Linked DNA regions of Mus musculus: region 1 is linked to region 2. A link is a contact called in public Hi-C data. All regions are on one chromosome and are shown on one strand. The core of a region is the stretch at or near the end of the contact, and the rest is flanking DNA. Distances in the headings are between cores, read along the strand shown. Region 1 overlaps Adss (adenylosuccinate synthetase, non muscle). Region 2 overlaps Gm30115 (a long non-coding RNA gene).

Region 1 (3,131 bases), core at 386-2,885, 66 kb before region 2:
AGAATGGTATCCTAAGAGGACAGAGCCAACCATACTGTTTGTGAGGACTGGCATATGAACTGGTTTTCCATGAAAGGAAATGTTCTCAGTGTGGCATTCTGATGTGCTAACCATGTCTTAGGTAGGATCTTATCTTTGATATTTCAGGTTCAGGGACCCATTATGTCTTCCCATCTAGAAATAATTAGCCTTCCATGTTCTGGTAAATTTTTTGGATATGTCTTTAAAAGTAGAAATGCTGTACTGACATATTCTTTATAAAATGATTTTCATGGGAAGTGTAGTTATATATTTGCACTGGCAGGCCATGCACTGAAAAATCCTAGAGATAATTGCTACCGTCTAAGTGTCATGTAGACTGACCCTCTCATTTTTTTTACACAGTAGAATATAATTTGTTTTGTATTTTCAGATTTTAGTTATTTCAATCCTTTTTCTTCAACCACAGACATCACCTTAATTATATTTTGCCTTAAACATGAAAATGTATCTTGAGTGCATAATTGATTCATGTTTATCTCCTTACTTCAATTTTATTTCTCCAAAAGTAACTTCAGTTTCCAAACTAATTTGCTTTTACGACCATTTATAAGGCACAAAAATCACTTGACTTGGATGATATTATTTGAAGTATTCTGTAACATAGTTAGTTAATGCCATGATCTGTTTATTTCTCAGGTTCAAAGTTCTAGCTAACCAGTATAAATCTATATACCCGACTTTGGAAATAGACATTGAAGGTGAATTACAGCAACTCAAGGTAATGCTTTCTTAGCTCAGCAATGGACTTTTAAATACTAACTTGCCAAACTGACATTTGAGTTTTTCATCCATTTCAGCTTTGTGTATTAACTAGTGACCAGTCATCCCTGGACATAGCATGTCTGTGTGACTTCACACAGTTGAGTCTCAATGGAAAACTGGATCGGAAAGGGAATGAGATGTGAAAGTAGCCAGATGATAGGTCTCAAATACACTTGCAGGAAACTTAGATGTTATTTAGGAGACCATGGAAAGCTATTGGAGAATTTTGAACACAAGGAAGCCCAGATTTGCATTATGAAGAAACCGTGCATGACTACTGACGTGTGGATCAATAAAGAAAGCCACAGTGTGGTAACTTGTAAAGTTGGCTGGTAGGATTGATAGTAGTTCCTGAGACAGCTAACTTTACTGGCCACCAGAGAAGACTGTCAGTCATAGCTGTGAGATGCCTGAGTTAGCAGAGCCTTCTCAATCATTGTTAAACCTCACATTGTTTCCTATATGCCTGGTGATTATTTCTTTAAAACTGTTCATTTTGTTTTCAGAACTGAGTAAGAATCTACATACCATATGCCATTCCTTACTAGTTGTAGACCTTAGGTCTGTTTATGATTTTTTAAAAATTTATTTATTATTAAACATAAGTACATTGTGTAGCAGTCTTTAGACGCACCAGAAGAGGGCATCAGATCTTGTTACGGGTGGTTGTGAGCCACCTTGTGGTTGCTGGGATTTGAACTCAGGGCCTTTGGAAGAACAGTCAGTGGGTGCTCTTACCTGCTGAGCCATCTCACCAGCCCTTGTTTATGATTCTTTTAAATTGGGTGTGGTGGCCTACACCGGTAATTTTTGTACTTTAGAGGTGGAAGCAGGAAGTTGATCACAAATTGAAGTACATACTGAGGTAGAGCTCAGCCTTGAGCAGGGCGAGGGTGGGAGTGGGGTGGGGCTCAAGGGGAGAAAAAAAAAAAACAAAACAAACAACAACAAAAGAAACCAAAGAAGATTTTCATAAGTAGCATATGTTGAACCAGGGCTTTGTTTTAGGCATATAGAAAGGACTAAAATATAAGTAAGAGATTAAAGACAAGTGTGAAGGAGGGGCCAGAGACATTCGTAACAGGTGCAACGTATTCCTTCAGGTGCCTGGTAAGCAGCTTCTGGGATTATTACTGCTGGTGTCCATAGTCAAAACCAGCATTTATTGCAGCTGTACTGCAGTCCCCAGGGACACTCTTATTTACAGTTTTTACATGTTTTACTTGAATTCTGAAGTTGAACATTACTAGCAACTCATGTTAGTACTTGGTACTATCGACTAATGACATACTGCAGTGTTGTTGTCAGAAAGAATGACAGCACCCAGTCTCTAATGTTTGAAAATTTGACAGTATAGTTTGTGTCCTTACCACATTTTGGTGTCTGATTTGAACTTGAAAATTGTTAGTTACATAGATTATAAATGCAGCTTTTCAAATACCTAAAAATAATTAAAAATGCCATCTAATATAAACAGATATTAGCTCTTTTTATTCTTCCTGAAAGCTAGTTTATGAAGTGAGCATTTGCGCTGTTGCCAGTGAAGTTGTTATAGAACTTTTAAATGTTACAGCGCATGTGTATGTGTGTGGCTCGGGACCTCACACATGCTAGGTAAGTACTCTGCTACTGTGCCACAGCCCTAGCCCTTGTATTACTAATCACTCTTTTCGAGAGACCAGAGCTAATCCAAATGTTGCACTAGGATGAGCCTGTCACCAGTGCCTTTCTGTTTCGGTTTGTCAGTTTCCACTGTGGAAGGCCAGGTAGTTTACTCTGTGACTGGTGTTACAATGTATTAGTGCACATGGAAACTGGTTTTTGTCTTTGTGTAGGGTTATATGGAAAGGATTAAACCGATGGTGAAAGATGGAGTTTATTTCCTATATGAGGCCCTCCATGGACCACCCAAGAAAATCTTGGTAGAAGGTGCAAACGCAGCATTGTTAGATATTGATTTTGGTAAGTGAGATATGATTTATAGGGAGTTTGACTGAGCTCAAAGTACTTAGATATGATATTAATGTTAGCATTAGGAGGTTATAAATAGTGCATTTAGCTTGTGTATTTGGGAATGAGGTAGCTTGTCAATATAGTTAAGTTTTTGGGTTTTTTTTTTTTTTTAAGAATATTGTAGCAAGCACAGTATACATTTTTATAGTTCATTAAAAATGGAATCATTTGGATTCTGTGGGTTCGGAGTTCTGCAGATTGTGAATTGTTGATTTATTCAACTACTGTTTCTCTGGAACTGTAAAATAATAAGATCACCTTTAAGTCTTTTAAAATATAAAAGTTGGATTAAACATATTTTGAGATCTAGGAAA
Region 2 (3,002 bases), core at 291-2,790:
CATCTGTTCTTTCAGGTCCATGAAGCCTTTCATACAATTCATATTGTATCCTTATATTTTGCATAGTTGAGAAATCCTGTAAATAACAGTTCTTACACTGATTTATGTACTCTTGAACCTCTGATGAACTCATGTTTTCAGAGTTCTTTCCCACAGCCTTAATGGCTGTTCCGAAGGTCACAGCATCACCTTATTGCTGAGGGTCACTATACACATTCTTACTTTCTAAAATCCTGCTGTCTCTGATTATCGTGGAATCATTAACCTTGACAGGGAGAACATTCCCTGAAGGATGGATGAGAAGCAAAATATGTACATTACTATGCAAACAAGTGTTATGCCTACAGCAGGAGACCCACATCCTGCTGGCTCTGCTCCAGGGGTGGGACCTGGCACATGAGGTAGTTAATAAGGTTCTTCCTGGATGAGTGGCCACAGCAGTACTGATTCAAGATGGCCATAGTCATGCACAACCCAGTGGAAACAGCTACACAACACTTAATAGACATGTCACTTTGATTTCTGCCTTCCTCTTCAAAAATGTCTAGTCAGAACCTGTGTGTGTGTGTGTGTTTGTGTTTGTCTGTCTATCTATTCTCTTCTTCTCCTTCTCCCCCTCCCAATGCTTTTGTGTTCAGATTTCTCCTTTTAACGACACTAACCATCTTAGATTAGGGGACCACCCTACTGACTTTATCTTTATATCTTCAACAACCCATTTCTAAATGAAGTCACATTTTGAAGTATTTGGGGTTAAGACTTCAACATAAATTTTTAAGAGACATAATTTACCTCTTGTTACTATATGTGTGTGTGTGGCTGATATGTGAGAAATGTAGGGTGTAAAAGAGAAGGAAGTTAGGTCAAAAAGCAAGATCTTGGTAGGCCTTTTAATGTGATGATTGTGGTGGTGATGGTAATGGTTGCTATTGTTGATTGAGCAGCTGTTTTATAGCAGATATTACCCTCTGTATCTTGTATGGTTTAGGATGAATATTATAATTTCTTTGTTGGAAATAGAACATTGTTACATTGCCCAAGAAATTGTGATTCTCGTGCTTCAGTCTCCAGAGTGTTGGGATTGTAGGCATACACCATCACACAAGGCTGAATTAGTATATCTAATTCTTATCTTCCCCAGCTCTGGTGCTGATGTTGGAATCCAGAGCTAAGTACATGCTCTACCACTGAGCTACATCCGAAGCCCTAATCTTCAGCATTTTTTTTAGATGGAGAATTTGAGGTGCAATGATCTCTTAGCTCAACTTTGTAACTACCAAGACATTTCCCTCAAAGAGATTGCCTTTTCTGAAAAGTAGAGAGAGGAAAGGAAATAATGTCTGCTTACATTTTCTGTGGTGCAGGAACGCTGACTCAATGGGACTCCTAACTAGCCTTCTTGAAAGTTGACTGGTCAGTGTGAGGATTGAGTCACTGCTGTGGAATGTTTCCTGGCAGGAAACACTGTTTTTTAAGCCTCCAAGGGAAGGTTTAAAGAAGCCAAAGCCCTCCAGTAATCTCTGACTCATGGCTCCTTTACAGACTCACTTGTGAACGTTTCCCACAGTTTCCTGATGTTCCTTACGCTTAAGCTGTCTTGTCCTATCCCTTTTCAGTATGTGCCTTTATATCCCCACCCCCACCCACCAGCCCTGCCTACCCAGCCCTGCCTTTACAGCCCTTCCTTCCCAGCCCTGCCTTCCCAGCCCCACCTCCTCAGCCCCGCCTCCCCACACCTGCCTCCCAAGGCTCAAGAAGCACATGGAAGAGGATGTGGAAGGCTGATCAGAGCCAACAGCTGGAGAGGATGAGAACGAAACAGTGCCTTCTAGACCTGACAGAACTGACACACAACTGTACTTTCCTGCACAAGATCATGAAAGTAGGGAGTCAGTGAGCCTCTATCCAACTGAGGAGCTATGGACAGTTGATGGCTTCTAGGGAGAGTCAGTTTTCTATGAGGTCATGGCTCCTAGTGTCAACCATGTCCCTGCGATGGTCCTACATCCAGGAATATACAGATAGCACAGATTTGAGTTGATGGCTTACTAACAAAAAAATGACCAAAAAGAGGGGATAGGGAAGTAAGAGGAGTCAGGGTGACTATGATCAAAATAAATTGTATGAGATGCTCAAAGAGTTGATAAATATATTTTAAAATTTTGCAGTAACTCCAGTGGCAGTTAAACTGCTTCAACGGGTCTTCAAGATGCAAAAGGTGAGTTGTGTCAAGTCTGAGATTATTATGATTATTAATGCAGGAGCTTTGCATTAATACTGACTCAGGTCTGAGTTACTCCTAAAATGTGAAAGACCTACTATGCTTGAGGACAGAGAAAATTTGCAGGAGGGAGGGACAGAATTCCAGGTCTTCCGAGGATTTTAAGATTTTGTTCTGTTTTCTGAGACATGGGAACATAACGTTGAGATATTAATGATAATAATGAATCTATCTACCTATCATCCATATAATAATTCACTTTTTCTGCTGGGGAGGGAACCCAGGGTTTTGCATATGGTAGGTAGGTGGGCACTCTACCACTAACTGGCACTCCCACAACTTCACTTGAAATGAAGGCCTTGGGCAGCCTCCTCAGTGTAGAACTGTCTGTTTAATGACCCAACCTCAATGAGTCAGAGAAGCACAAGTTAGCAGCAGCATGGAGGTCAGTTGGTCTTTCCAACCTCCCTATGTGATAGGGGGAAGGGCAAGGAAGCAACAGTGACTTCCCCAGGCCACATGGTTCCACCTGAGTCAGAGCCTACATTTCCTTTGCTTGTTCTAAAATTTTATCTATTTTTATTTTGTGTATGAATGTTTTGTCTGCACACGTTCATGAATACCACATGCATGCACGGTACTTTGCGAAGCCAGAAGATAGCATCAGATCCCCTAGAACTGGAGTTACAGATGGTTGTGAGCCATCTGCTGGGAACAGAACCCTAGTCCTCTGCAAGAACAGCCAGTGCTCTTAGCCACTGAACCATTTCTCCAGGCCCTC

The links. A called contact is a pair of places that touch in the nucleus more often than the background predicts.
Region 1: a contact with region 2 is called in a Hi-C map of trophectoderm, with 4 times the contacts expected there. The contact joins two enhancer-like sites. A contact is called at or near these places in 1 of 15 datasets of contacts at CTCF or cohesin (the NIH/3T3 cell line), 46 of 484 Hi-C or Micro-C datasets (3T3-L1-derived adipocytes, the AML12 cell line, the C10 cell line and 25 more), 6 of 115 datasets of contacts at active chromatin or transcription factors (the HPC-7 cell line, the NIH/3T3 cell line, bone marrow-derived dendritic cells and 3 more) and 2 of 9 other capture datasets (embryonic stem cells and pancreatic islet).

Annotation. Positions count from the first base shown.
Region 1 is chr1:177,773,210-177,776,340 of GRCm38.p6, reverse strand. Adss (adenylosuccinate synthetase, non muscle) reads left to right here. Exons shown (of 13, transcript NM_007422.3): 7 at 679-760; 8 at 2,640-2,766. Among named protein-coding and RNA genes, the nearest start is that of Adss, 22 kb to the left of the region's middle. Within about 2 kb of position 1,635, at least 3 of the 459 cell types and tissues checked have an H3K27ac peak or open chromatin away from gene starts, as enhancers often do. A contact at or near this core is called in trophectoderm, where this site is marked.
Region 2 is chr1:177,707,424-177,710,425 of GRCm38.p6, reverse strand. Gm30115 (a long non-coding RNA gene) reads left to right here. Exons shown (of 5, transcript XR_373742.2): 4 at 2,169-2,218. Among named protein-coding and RNA genes, the nearest start is that of 1700016C15Rik, 21 kb to the left of the region's middle. Within about 2 kb of position 1,540, at least 108 of the 459 cell types and tissues checked have an H3K27ac peak or open chromatin away from gene starts, as enhancers often do. A contact at or near this core is called in trophectoderm, where this site is marked.